Linked DNA regions of Mus musculus: region 2 is linked to region 1. The links are chromatin contacts, called in public HiChIP or PLAC-seq maps. All regions are on one chromosome and are shown on one strand. The core of a region is the stretch at or near the end of the contact, and the rest is flanking DNA. Distances in the headings are between cores, read along the strand shown.

Region 1 (5,864 bases), core at 2,375-4,874:
TCAGATTTGCTCTATGCTTAGCTATCTGAGGAAAAAAAAGGTTTGTTGTCTCTTTCTAAGAATCAAGGGGTGTGGGTCATAGAATGCTGATTTGTGGGGTAATCAAAAGGGAACCTGGAGTAAATGATATGTAAATAAAAGACTGGGCTTTGGTCTCTGAGAGCAGAGCTATCTGGATGAGCTCTAGGAGAAATCTGTCTGGAGCCGAACCCCGGCTGTCAGTGTGTACTCTATGACTAACTTCATGCCGTTCTTTTAGATGCTCTGGAACGCCTCTTCCTCAGAATCCCTCTCCAAGACCAGGCTGATCCTTGGCAGAAGGAAGAGACTAGGCTAGCTGAATCTGTTGGCATCAGGACCTCCCAAACCTATGACATCATATAGGTGACAGTGGAACCTGCAGACCTGTTGCCTTGGCAACACATTCCCAGAATCCACTTGGATCACCTCCTACCTTTACCTGAGTTACATCATTTTCCATATAAATAAGGAGAATGCCTCTCTGTCTCTGTCTCTGTCTCTGTCTCTGTCTCTGTCTCTGTCTCTGTTCTTCCCCTCTTCTCTTTCTGCCACCACCTTGTCTCTCCCTCCCAATAAAACCTCTTCCACATGGAACTGCCTTGGCCTAGTGTGCTATTGAGATGTGACCCGCCATTCTAACACATCAAAATCTGTAAGCTTTGGCTCAGGTGAGAAACCCTAATTCAGTGTATTCCAGAGCAATCCAAGAAAGACATTCAATATCAGTTTCTGGACTCCACACACATGGATAGAAACACACATGACATACAAATGCAAGAACAGAAAGGATAAAGGAAAGTGAATGTAAGAAAGGGATCATTTGCAAAGACATGAGCAGGGTACAGGGAAATCATGAAAGTCAGTCTGGTTTCCTAGTAACTTTAGACCTGATGAGGACCCCTGGAATTTACTGAGTGGAAGGAGGTTCTGGAGATCTCTATAAGCTGAAATATTTGTTCTTCCTAAGAACTTGGAAATGAGGGTAACCCTAAGAATTAGGAAAACCTACCTAGAGCATATACATAAATCTAAGATGCTGCTGTTTAAATGTGTGTTGGAAGTAAAGACAATACAGGAAGCAAGCCTGTTATACAAATACTGAGAAGACTGAGGCCAGAAGGACTACAAAAAGGTATGCCTGAATGACAGAGCCAGTTCAAGGCTAGTCTGGGCAGCGATGTAGTGAGACCCTAATCCAAAAGATAACAAAAGTGCTGAGTTCAGCAATACAGTGTTTGGCCAACATGCCCAGTCCCTAGATTCAAATCCACTTCCTTCCCTGGTACCATACATACACAAAAGGCAACCAAGGTAGTGGGGCTGTGTCCATGCTTTTAAAAGCCTATCAGCTGTACTAAGTACACTAAGCTCATAGTGGGAGGGAGTGTCTACAGCTGTGCCAAGTACTCAGCAAGAACTAAGGGAATCGTGCTATTGTTAGCCTCAGCTAGGAGAAAGGTCCCTGAACAAGAAGAGACTCACACAGGTAGGAAAATGCCTCCAGCAAGGGTGAGAAGATGTTTGCAAGTTTGAGACCAGCATGGTTCATAGCCAGTTCTAGGTCAGCTAGGACTACATAGCAGGACCCTGCCCAAACAAAAGACAGTGGCTGGGAGAAACAATCTACCGAGTCTTTAGGGTCCTTATATAGCAAGGGACAAGGTTTCTTGGGGGGGGGGAGATGCATCAGCCTCATGGGCTAGCCTGGCCCATGTGCATCCCAAGGAGCAGACCCAACTCTTGATCTAGTAAAGCAAAAGTTTTGCTTCACAACTGTTTCTCAGATTCTAGGGTTTGAGCTTTTTGTTTTTTTAAGTCAGGGTCTCACTTGTAGCTTTAGCTGTCCTAAATTTACTACATAGACAAAGCTGAGCTAAAATTTGCCTTTGTTTCCAAGGGCTTGGGTTACAGGGATGTACCATAACACCCAACTTTGTGACAACCCCCTCCCCCACCTTACATAGGCTCGAGGATAGCCTCAGATGTGTGATCTCTGCCTTCCAAGTGCTAAGACTGTTTGGCATGCTCAAGATCTTTCAATTTTTAATTTGAGACAGTCTTGCTATGTATCTTTGGCTGGCCCAGAACTCAGAGAGATTCACCTGCCTCTGTCTCCCAAATTCTGGGACTAAATGTGTCCACCACCACTCGTTTGTCTGTTTGTTTAAGAAAGGGACTGGAGTCCAGCCTCCAATTCATGACAGTGCTGTTTCAGCTCCCGGTTTGTTTGGTTAACTTTTGGTAAGATCTTGCTAGATGTGGCACAGGCTGGCCTGGCACTCACTCAGTCTCCCGTGTGTGTCATCACGACCAGCTGTTATCCTTCATAGGGAGTCAAAGTTTATGAGTTTTGGAGTCAGAGGTCTAGGAGTCATGACCCTCAAAACAGCCAAATGTCCCAACCTTCAGCAGCACTACTTTATACCAGTTAATCAGCAATAAGTAAGAACAATAGTAACCTGGAGGTAGGAAGCCCTAGCAAGATTGGGTAAATAAGGCTCTAGGGCTCCAAGAGGAAGAGGAGGTGTGTGTGTGTGCGTGCGTGTGTGTGTGTGTGTGTGTGTGTGTGTGTGTGTGTGTGTGTGTGACAGAGAGAGAAAAACAAAGAGAGACAGACAGAGACAAGACAGAGAGGCAGGGGTTTTCTATGTATCCCTAGCTTTCTGGAACTCATTTTGTAGACCAGGCTGGCCTCAAACTCATGAGATCTGCCTGTCTCTGTTAGTGCTGGGACTGAAGGAATGGGTGACCACGGCTTGGAAGGTTCTTGATATGTGTTCCACTTAGGCTGGGATCAGTGCCTTCCCAAGCATTTTGCACGACACTGGCCACACTAGGCTGGAACATCTTGCTTCTCTGTGAAGATACTTATGACCTTCCAGACGATAATCTTAGTTTCGGTTAATTTGTTGTTTGGAATATAAACTTAATGATGGGACAGACAGTGTGAATTAAAAACCACAGCAGCAATCCAGCTGTTATATTCGCTCCAGAGTTCAGCACAACTCCTGTCTTTAGTACACCTAGTTTTGCCTAATGTGGAGGGTCGAATCCTGGAAGCCTAAAGGCTATTTACCAGACCACTCCTCTCTCCTTGCTATTTGCTGCTGGCCTGGAAGGAAGATCTGGCTCCCGCGAAAGGACAAAGCAACCCAGAACCCGCCTGTGCCTAAACTTGCAACTTGTCACTGAAGAAGTTACATGGTCTTTGGCACCCCACCCCCACACTCTGGGAGCTGCGGAAGGCAGGAGGGCTCCTCTCCCTATCTTGCTTACAGCATCGGTTATCACCTGCGGGATACCAGGGTCACAATTTGCTGCCTACACCATCTGAGAACAACCCGGGAGCTGTGTTAGCCCCTAGACAGATCGAAGTACGCGTGGCGGGAAAGGAGGTTGGGAAAAGGGAGTCCGCAGCTCTGCTCCCCTGCAGCCGAGGCGGTTCTCCTAGCCTTTATAGCTCCCTCCTTGCCACTGCGCTCCGCAAACTTTCGGAGTTTTCCTGCACTTGCGTCACGGAAAAGGCAGATGGATGACCAAGTCCAGGAGGCGAAGCTCGAAGGCGGCTGGCGAGCTCCCCCACGCGGCGATCCAATCCGAGCGAGAAGCGGCTCTGGGCGCCGGCAACTGGGCTGCTGAAAGCTCGCAGCTCCCCGACTCCCGGGTCCATTTCCTGGATCCCGGCCACCGGGACTGAACCGGAGAGAGGGAGGGCGCCCGCCAGAAGGAAAGTGAGCGGAAGGCCGGCGGTGGCACCCTGGCCGCGGGAGGGCGGAGCTGTGCGGTCCCTGACCGGCCAGGACGCACGGAAGTGCGGTAGAGTTTGTTGAATTCCGTAGCCTGCTTTCCCTCCCTCATACCTCCCTCCCTCTCTCTCCACCCCTCACCTCCCCTACTGCTTTAGCCTCCTTCCTCGGAACGCCATCTCCTGGACTCCTCCCCCCTTCTCTTTTCTTTCTTTCTTTTTCTTTTTTCTTTTTCTTTTTAGTTTTTTGAAGGGAGGGTGAATGTTTGTTTTGGACTTGGCTTCCTGCTGGCAGCGCTGAAGGGCTGCGAGTGAGGGGCAAAGAGGCAAGAAGCTGGGGCTCAGCTAGTCCCTCTCGGGTCGGATCCAGAGGGCATCGCGGAGAACGAACCTACGGACGGACTGACAAACACCCGACTACGCCATCTGTTCGACAGAGCTCTATCTACTGACTGCTGTTGAGTGTTCCGGGGCACATCAGGGGCGGGGGGTGGTGATGGTGGAGGTTTCTCCTAGCGTTACTTCTGGACAGGGGTTCTGAGACTCTGATCCGGGTCAGCTTCATACTCTGAAACTGCCGAGGAATTAGGCAAACAAAAGAGGCACTGAGTGAAAGAGGCCAGAAGTTCTTTGCGCTGCTTGTCGCGCCCCCCCTTGTTATCTGGGGGCGGGGGCTGGCCATTTGCAGGGCGGGAAGAGGGCACCAGAGCTAGCGAGACGGGGTCGCACCCCCTGGGTCGAGTAGTTTTCAGCCGGTTGTGCAAGCTTTGGCCCTTGTTTTCCTGGCCTGGCTCTTTTGGAGGCCGGACACATCCACCCTTGGAATTGGTTCAGGACTCTGCTGTTATTCTCTTTGCCCCTCTTGAATTTTCTGGATTCTTGAAGACGCGGTGGCCCGGGAGGAGAGAGGAAGGAGGAAGGAGCAGATCTCCAGAAGAATGTGAGAGCCTCCCAAAGCCGGAGCCAGTAAGAACGGAGAGCCAGAGGAGGCAGAACCTTGCCTGCGTTCCTGGGACCGTGGTCTGAGGGTAAATCTCTTCTGTTGTACAACACTGTTTTAGTGGAAAGTGTGTGTCTCGTTCTGGTTCTAGCAGAGCTGCTTTCTTCAAGTCATTTGACTTTTCTGCTTGGTGTGTGAGGAGGGAGAGACCCGCTCCTTTCCAGGGGCTGCCAAGGGAGAGGAGAAAGACTGTGGCCATGACCAACCCCTCCCTGCTTACAGGCAGATACCCCAAGGCAGTTTCTGGACCATGGACACTTCTTTGACCAAAAGGCAGCTAGACAGCATCTGTGCATGCTGAGGCCCTGCCCAAAGGACTTGGTAGGGCTTACTAGACTTTGAGCTGCAAGTACATTTTTTTTTTTTTTTTTGGACACCCTGTTGAACATCCTGAATCTGGGCAAGGCATTTTCCTTCCAGTCTTGACCTAACAGATAGCTGAGCCATGGCACTGAAAGGCCGAGCCCTCTATGATTTCCACAGTGAGAACAAGGAGGAAATCAGTATCCAGCAGGACGAAGAGCTGGTTATCTTCAGTGAGACCTCACTGGACGGCTGGCTGCAGGGACAGAACAGCCGTGGGGAGACAGGGCTCTTCCCTGCTTCTTACGTCGAGATTGTCCGTCCTGGCATCAGCACCAACCATGTGGACTATTCCAACAGCCCTGCAGGCTCCCTGGGCACCCAGGGGAGTTTGTATAGCAGCCCGAGTATGGCCAGTCCAGCCAGGAGTGGTGGGGGCAGCGGCTTCCTCTCAAACCCAGGAAGCTTCGAGGATGATGATGATGATGATTGGGATGACTGGGATGATGGGTGCACAGTGGTAGAAGAGCCACTAGCTGGCGGCCTAGGTACCAATGGGCACCCTCCACTCAACCTCTCCTACCCGGGTGCCTACCCCAACCAGCATATGGCTTTCCGACCCAAGGCACCCCTGGAAAGGCAGGACAGCCTGGCGTCTGCCAAGCGGGGCAGTGTGGTAGGACGGAACCTCAATCGTTTCTCGTGCTTCGTACGCTCTGGAGTGGAGGCCTTCATCCTTGGTGATGTGCCCATGATGGCCAAGATTGCTGAGACTTACTCCATTGAGATGGGCCC
Region 2 (5,864 bases), core at 1,073-3,572, 48 kb before region 1:
CAGGAATCTAGGGCCATAGCCACATAGCCAGGTTCAAATCAGTATGGAACATATGAAACCTCATCTCAAAAATAATCTATCACAACACAAAAGAACTCTGTAACTGTACCAACAGCCTTACAGGATTAATCTTGGTTTTCTCTCCAAGCCCTTCTTCTTCTGGTAACTTTGAATGCATCCAGTAGAATCGGAAATCAGTCTGTCACAGAAAAGATAAAATATTCATTTCAAACTTTTATTCTCATTCTAATACCATTGAGTTATAAAGACCTAAGCCCTGCTGTTGCTATTTCCATTTCCATTTATAACTATAGTTTGTCAAGTCTTTCAAGATTTTAAAGATGCATGCATGTTTCAGATGGTAAGATGGATCAATGGCTAAAAATGCTTACCATACAAACCTGATAACCTACATTAGATTTTTAGATTCCACACCTGGAAGACAAGAACCCTCACCTAAAAGATATCCTTTGGCCTCAATTCAAACACATCACACACACGGTAAGGATAAATAAATTTCCAAAATATATTTTCATTGTTTATATCATACACAGCATTATATTATAACATAAAAACATTTTCATACAAGTATATGTTATAAAGATCTTTTTCTTTTAAAATTTAGCAAAGCTGCCAGGCATAGTAGCTGAAACCTAAGCCCCAGCATTTAGGAGGCAGAGTCGGGTCATCCTTGACCTAGTAGTGAAATCAGCCTCCACCACGGGGTTTCCCTGTGTAACCCTGGCTGTTCTGGAACGCATTTGGGACTGGTCTTGAACTCAGTGCTCTGCCTATCTCTGCCTCCCATGTTGTTGGGATTAAAGTCATGTGCTGCCACTGTTTTTAAACAAACAGACAAACAAATAGGTAGATGGTGGTACCGCAGGACTTTAGTCCCAACACTCAGAGAGGCAGAGACAGGTGAATATCCATCAGTTTCAGGCCAGCCTGGTCTATAGAATGAGTTCTAGGACAGTCAGGGCTACACTGAAAAACTCTGTCTCAAAAAAAACAACAACAACAAGTAAACAAACAAATAGATGAATAAATAACTTCAACCACCCTATAGGAACTATATTATCATTATTGCTATTTTACATGTTAAGGATGCTTAGAATCAGAAAAGTGAAGTCACTTGCCTGGGTGAACAAAGTAAATACCGTGAGACCTAGAACTCCTCCACTCCAAAGCACATTATACCAACTCTCCCTTGCTGCATTTAATATGGCTATTAAAAATCACTACACAGCTGAATCTTTTCCTAAGAACTGACTCTCTAAATTATTGATGTGTACCCTTCTATAGCTATGAGACACTCCTTGTTCTTTTACTTTGCTTCTGGAAATTTGAAACAATAAAAGTTGTCTGTTTGTTTGTTTTCTTTCCTTTTCTTCCTTGTTTCTGTTGAGAGAGGGTTTCATATAGCTCAGGCTGGCCTCAGACTTGCTATATATCAGAGGATGACCTTGAATTTCTGATGCTCCGTAGAGCCTATAGAGACGGATCAGTTTATGAGTGCCTAGGACTGAGCCTCAAGCTTTGTGTGCAGTAGGCAAGCACTTTCCCAACTGATCTGCATCCTCAGCCCCTTGCTTCCTTTTGCTGAGACAAGGAAGGCCTTGCCATGTAGCTCAGGCTGGGCCTGAGATTCAGGACATAAGCCTGAAACAAAGGGGCTGCCATGGGCATAAGCTACCGCTGAACTGGTCTTTTCCTTAGAGTATAGCTGTGCATGCAATTTTAATTGCCCAATCTGTAAGTTGTGAATAGATGTGATGACTTATCCTTTAACAAAACTAAAGGAAATGTACCAGGAAAAAAATGACAAAATTCTGTAATCCCAACCTCTGGGGAGACTGAGACATGAGGAGGGTGGTAGGTTTGAGGCTAGCCTGAAATACAGAGCGACTCCTTGTCTCAAAAGCAACAGATGGACAGACAGACTCACCACTAGCTGGCATTTCCTGAAATCTACCATAGGGTAATAGCTATAAAAAGAAGCAGTCTAGCAGTCTGTCCAGGTGTGGTGGTGCATACTTTTGATCCCAGCACAAAGGAGACAGGCAGGTGCATCTCTGAGTTTCAGGTCAGCCTAGACTACATAGTGAGAGCTTGTCTCAAAAAAGGAGAGGAGAGGAGGGGAAGGCAAGGGAGGGGAGGGCAAAGGAGGGGAGGGGAGGGGAGGGGAGGGGAGGGGAGGGGAGGGGAGGGGAGGGGAGGAAATGAGACAATCTGAGCTAGAAATAGTGGTCTATGCCTGTTCTCTCTTCCTAGAGCAAGCTTTGAGATTGGAGACTTTGTTTCATACCAAGAATGACCTGGCATTTTCAGGATCAGGATGTGGTGAGTGAAGAAGAGTATATGAGGTTTTTTTAATGGTGCTGTCTGCATAACATGGCACACTTCTTACCCTTTAATCATCCCTGCAACAATCCTCCCATCTCTGGAAAGAAGTGGGGGGGGGGGAGCCACAGCAGCTAACACCCCAGCCTGCACCTCTGCTCTTTCTTCTTCCTTAAGAACTGTCATATCAGCTGGGAAATGGTGGCATATGCCTTTAATTCCAGCATCTGGGAGGTAGAGGCTGTCAGATCTTTGAGTTCAAGGTCAGTCTGATCTATAAACTGAGTTCCAGGACAGCCAGGGCTACACAGAACACAGAGAAACCCTGTCTCAAAAAACCAAAATAAAATAAAATAACTCTTATATTTCCCTAGTTCCTCATATTTGTTTTTAAAATGAAGCTAATTCAAACGCCCTCAAAGGTACAGGGAGCATTAGATAATGTTCTTGATTACCACATCCTGTACATAACAAGAAGTTGGTCACGTACCAAACCCACATGCTGAACCACCTTCCCAGGAGGAAAGAAGACAGGAAAGACATGAGGACATTATTAATCCTTACCTGACAGTCATAAAAAGGATGTCCCCGCCAGCACATCACATCCAAAACATAGTATGTCTGATTCACCTCACTGTAAATGCAATCCAGAATGGTGTAGTCTACAGATACAAGGAAGAAAGTCAACATAGAACTCAGCTTCCAGCCAGAGTTCCACCCTAATAGGCTCAAGGTGACAATCCTCGGGGCGCACGGCAACTGTCAGTACTAAGCATGAGGGAAGACAAGTACCTTTGTAGCTACCTGGCATCGTAAAGGATGCCAGAGGTAAGAGAGTATGAGAGATCAAGACAGCACTGTAGACAAATGGATTCTAAACAAGTTGGGACTTTCTTTTATTTACTTGTTTTTTTTTTAAAGATTTATTTATTTATTTCATGTATATGAGTACACTGTAGCTGCCTTCAGACACACCAGAAGAGGGCATTGGATCCCATTACGGATGGTTGCGAGCCACCACGTGGTTGCTGGGATTTGAACTCAGTACCTTAGGAAGAGCAGTCAGTGCTCTTAACTGCTGAGCCATCTCACCGGCCCCTTTTACTTATTTTTAAAGAAGCTCTGATTTTAGTTTTGCTTGTTTTGTTTTTAAGACAATCTGGTCTGGAACTCACTATGTACTTGAAGATGAAGATGACTTAGAACTCCTGATCTTGCTTCTCTCTCCCAAGTGCTAAGATTATAGACAGGTGCCATCAAACCTGCTGATTTGTTGCTTTGACTTGAGGCAAGACCTCACTTTGTAGTCCAGACTAAGGCAATCAAGCCTCAAACTTAAGGCAATCCTACTGTGCCCGACTTTCAGCATGCTGGGATCACAAGCACCTGCTACCACTCTAGGCTTTTTTTTTTTTTTTTTTTTTTTTTTTGGTTTTTCGAGACAGGGTTTCTCTGTGTAGCCCTGGCTGTCCTGGAACTCATGTTGTAGACCAGGCTGGCCTCGAACTCAGAAATCTGCCTGCCTCTGCCTCCCGAGCTGGGATTAAAGGTGTGCACCACCACGCCCGGCCACTCTAGGCTATTTTTATTTTAGGTATGTGTGAAAGTTTTTTGCTCTGCTGCCCAAGCTGGCATTACCCTTCTGAGTGGCTGGCCTCCAAGTGCTTGTTACCTTCTTATTTTAAGTGCTGTGCAATGTAGAGATATCAAGTGTAAGCTGTCACTCTCTTTAAGGAAACAGAGATAAGATGATCACAGACATAGTCGAGAGCTAAGTTATACAACAGACACTACGAGCAGTTGTAGAAAGAGAAACCCAGTGTAAAGGAGGCAAGCTACAGTGCTACTTACCTTGGTAAACTGAGGCAAGAAGGTAAGGAATGCAAAGTCATCCTTAGCTACATGACCAACCTGACCCCTACATGAACCTCTGACTCCAACAAGAACAACAAAAAAGTTAGCCTTACTACTTAAGGAACACAGGAAATAAGTCTTCAACGAGCCTGAGCAGGTAGAGAATAGAATAGGGTTTGGGGATCAGCCTTACCAGTTCCACTCAAACCAACCAAGAACACATGACTTAATCCTTATAACTCTGGTCTGTCTATTGAGGCCAAGGTAGCTAAGGAAAGCAATGGAGGAAGGAAATCAGCCTGGGAATCCCCAGAAACAGCTCAGCATGCCATTACACTTGACATTATCTCTGGGACCTTTATGGAAAAGACTGCTTGTCATTGTGTAAGGCATGATTCAAAGATGTACAGCCCAGTGGGACTCACAGGGCTGCGTGTACCATGTAACCGAGGAGACTTGACTTTGAAGAGAGATTGCCTCCAAAGTGGATCATTAAAATGACTAGCCAAAGGCTGCTGTGCTCATGCACACAGCAAAGTTCTGGCATTGATCTGATAGTGACACCTCAGGAGAGTGACTCCCTGTCTCCTAAAGCACACGGCCTTTCCCTATGGCTTTCCAGCACTGACCAGGGGGCAAGACTGGAATGTGGATGTGGCCTCCTCCTTGGACAAAAACAGGGTAAACAAGAACACCAAGACCCTGAGACTATCAAAATCAATGATGGCTCAGATTGTATAGAAAACTACCTGGAATTTTACAAATGCAAACTCTGCCTGATTCTACAAAACAAAGGGGAGGGGGGAGCTACCTTACCTGCATCTAAGGCCAGAAGCAACAGACAACTTGACCAGGGAGCACCCATGAAAGCTAAAGAGGTCCCGCCTAGCTAGCATGCCAGAGAAGGGTCAACGTGGAAAGAAGTTTGTGACAATCAGCACCCTGGGATGCAAAGCAGCAGAAGGGCATATAGCCTCCTGTTCTAGACAGACATTCTTGAGATCACCAGGGCCAAAGGGTTGAGGCCCTAGACCAGTGCAGTACAACTGCTCATGAACTAAGCCCTTCCAGACCATTGTCTTCAAGGTGCCAAGCAGGGCCAGAGACAAAGGGTACACCCACCAATTAGGGAATCCACCCAAACGTGTCAGAGGTCCACCCCAACTTCCTTGACTTCACTCAGTTCTCATGGCCCCACACTGAGGTGCCAGAAACATCCCACTCTCCCTGCCATCACTGAAATGCCTGCTGTGTTTCTGCTTTTTCCCATGGAGAATATTTGGAGGGTTTTGAACTTTGTTCTATCCTCAGACAGACTAGCTGTTAAAAACACACAACAGGAAACATCTCTTTGGAGCTAGAGACCAAAGGATCAGAAGTTTAAGATCATCCTTAGCCACCTACAACTTGAAGGCCAGGCTGTGAAACAAGAGGTTGTCTCATAAATGATTTAGGGATGCAGTCCCACTGTTAAAGCACTTGTCTGGTAAGCACAAGCCTTACGGGTTCAGCACTCAGCCCATAAAGCAAGGGACAGTGACCGGCACCTATGATCTCTTTGGAGCTAGAGACCAAAGGATCAGAAGTTTAAGATCATCCTTGGCCACCTACAACTTGAAGGCCAGGCTGTGAAACAAGAGGTTGTCTCATAAATGAAACCATGGTGC

What was found. HiChIP or PLAC-seq counts read pairs in DNA pulled down with a chosen protein or histone mark.
Region 2: a contact with region 1 is called in a CTCF HiChIP or PLAC-seq map of CD8 T cells, with 6 read pairs. The contact joins the enhancer-like site here to the promoter of Snx33 in region 1. A contact is called at or near these places in 1 of 39 promoter capture datasets (embryonic stem cells), 1 of 15 datasets of contacts at CTCF or cohesin (CD8 T cells), 8 of 115 datasets of contacts at active chromatin or transcription factors (the SCID.adh cell line, bone marrow-derived macrophages, double positive thymocytes and 3 more) and 3 of 9 other capture datasets (adipose tissue, liver and pancreatic islet).

Annotation. Positions count from the first base shown.
Region 1 is chr9:56,926,131-56,931,994 of GRCm38.p6, reverse strand. It overlaps Snx33 (sorting nexin 33), which reads left to right and starts at 3,624. Exons shown (of 2, transcript NM_175483.5): 1 at 3,624-5,864. The coding sequence starts at 5,212. It also overlaps the pseudogene Gm19936.
Region 2 is chr9:56,972,354-56,978,217 of GRCm38.p6, reverse strand. Snupn (snurportin 1) reads right to left here. Exons shown (of 9, transcript NM_178374.4): 6 at 2,908-3,005; 7 at 122-199. Among named protein-coding and RNA genes, the nearest start is that of Ptpn9, 20 kb to the left of the region's middle. Within about 2 kb of position 2,322, at least 26 of the 459 cell types and tissues checked have an H3K27ac peak or open chromatin away from gene starts, as enhancers often do. A contact at or near this core is called in CD8 T cells, where this site is marked.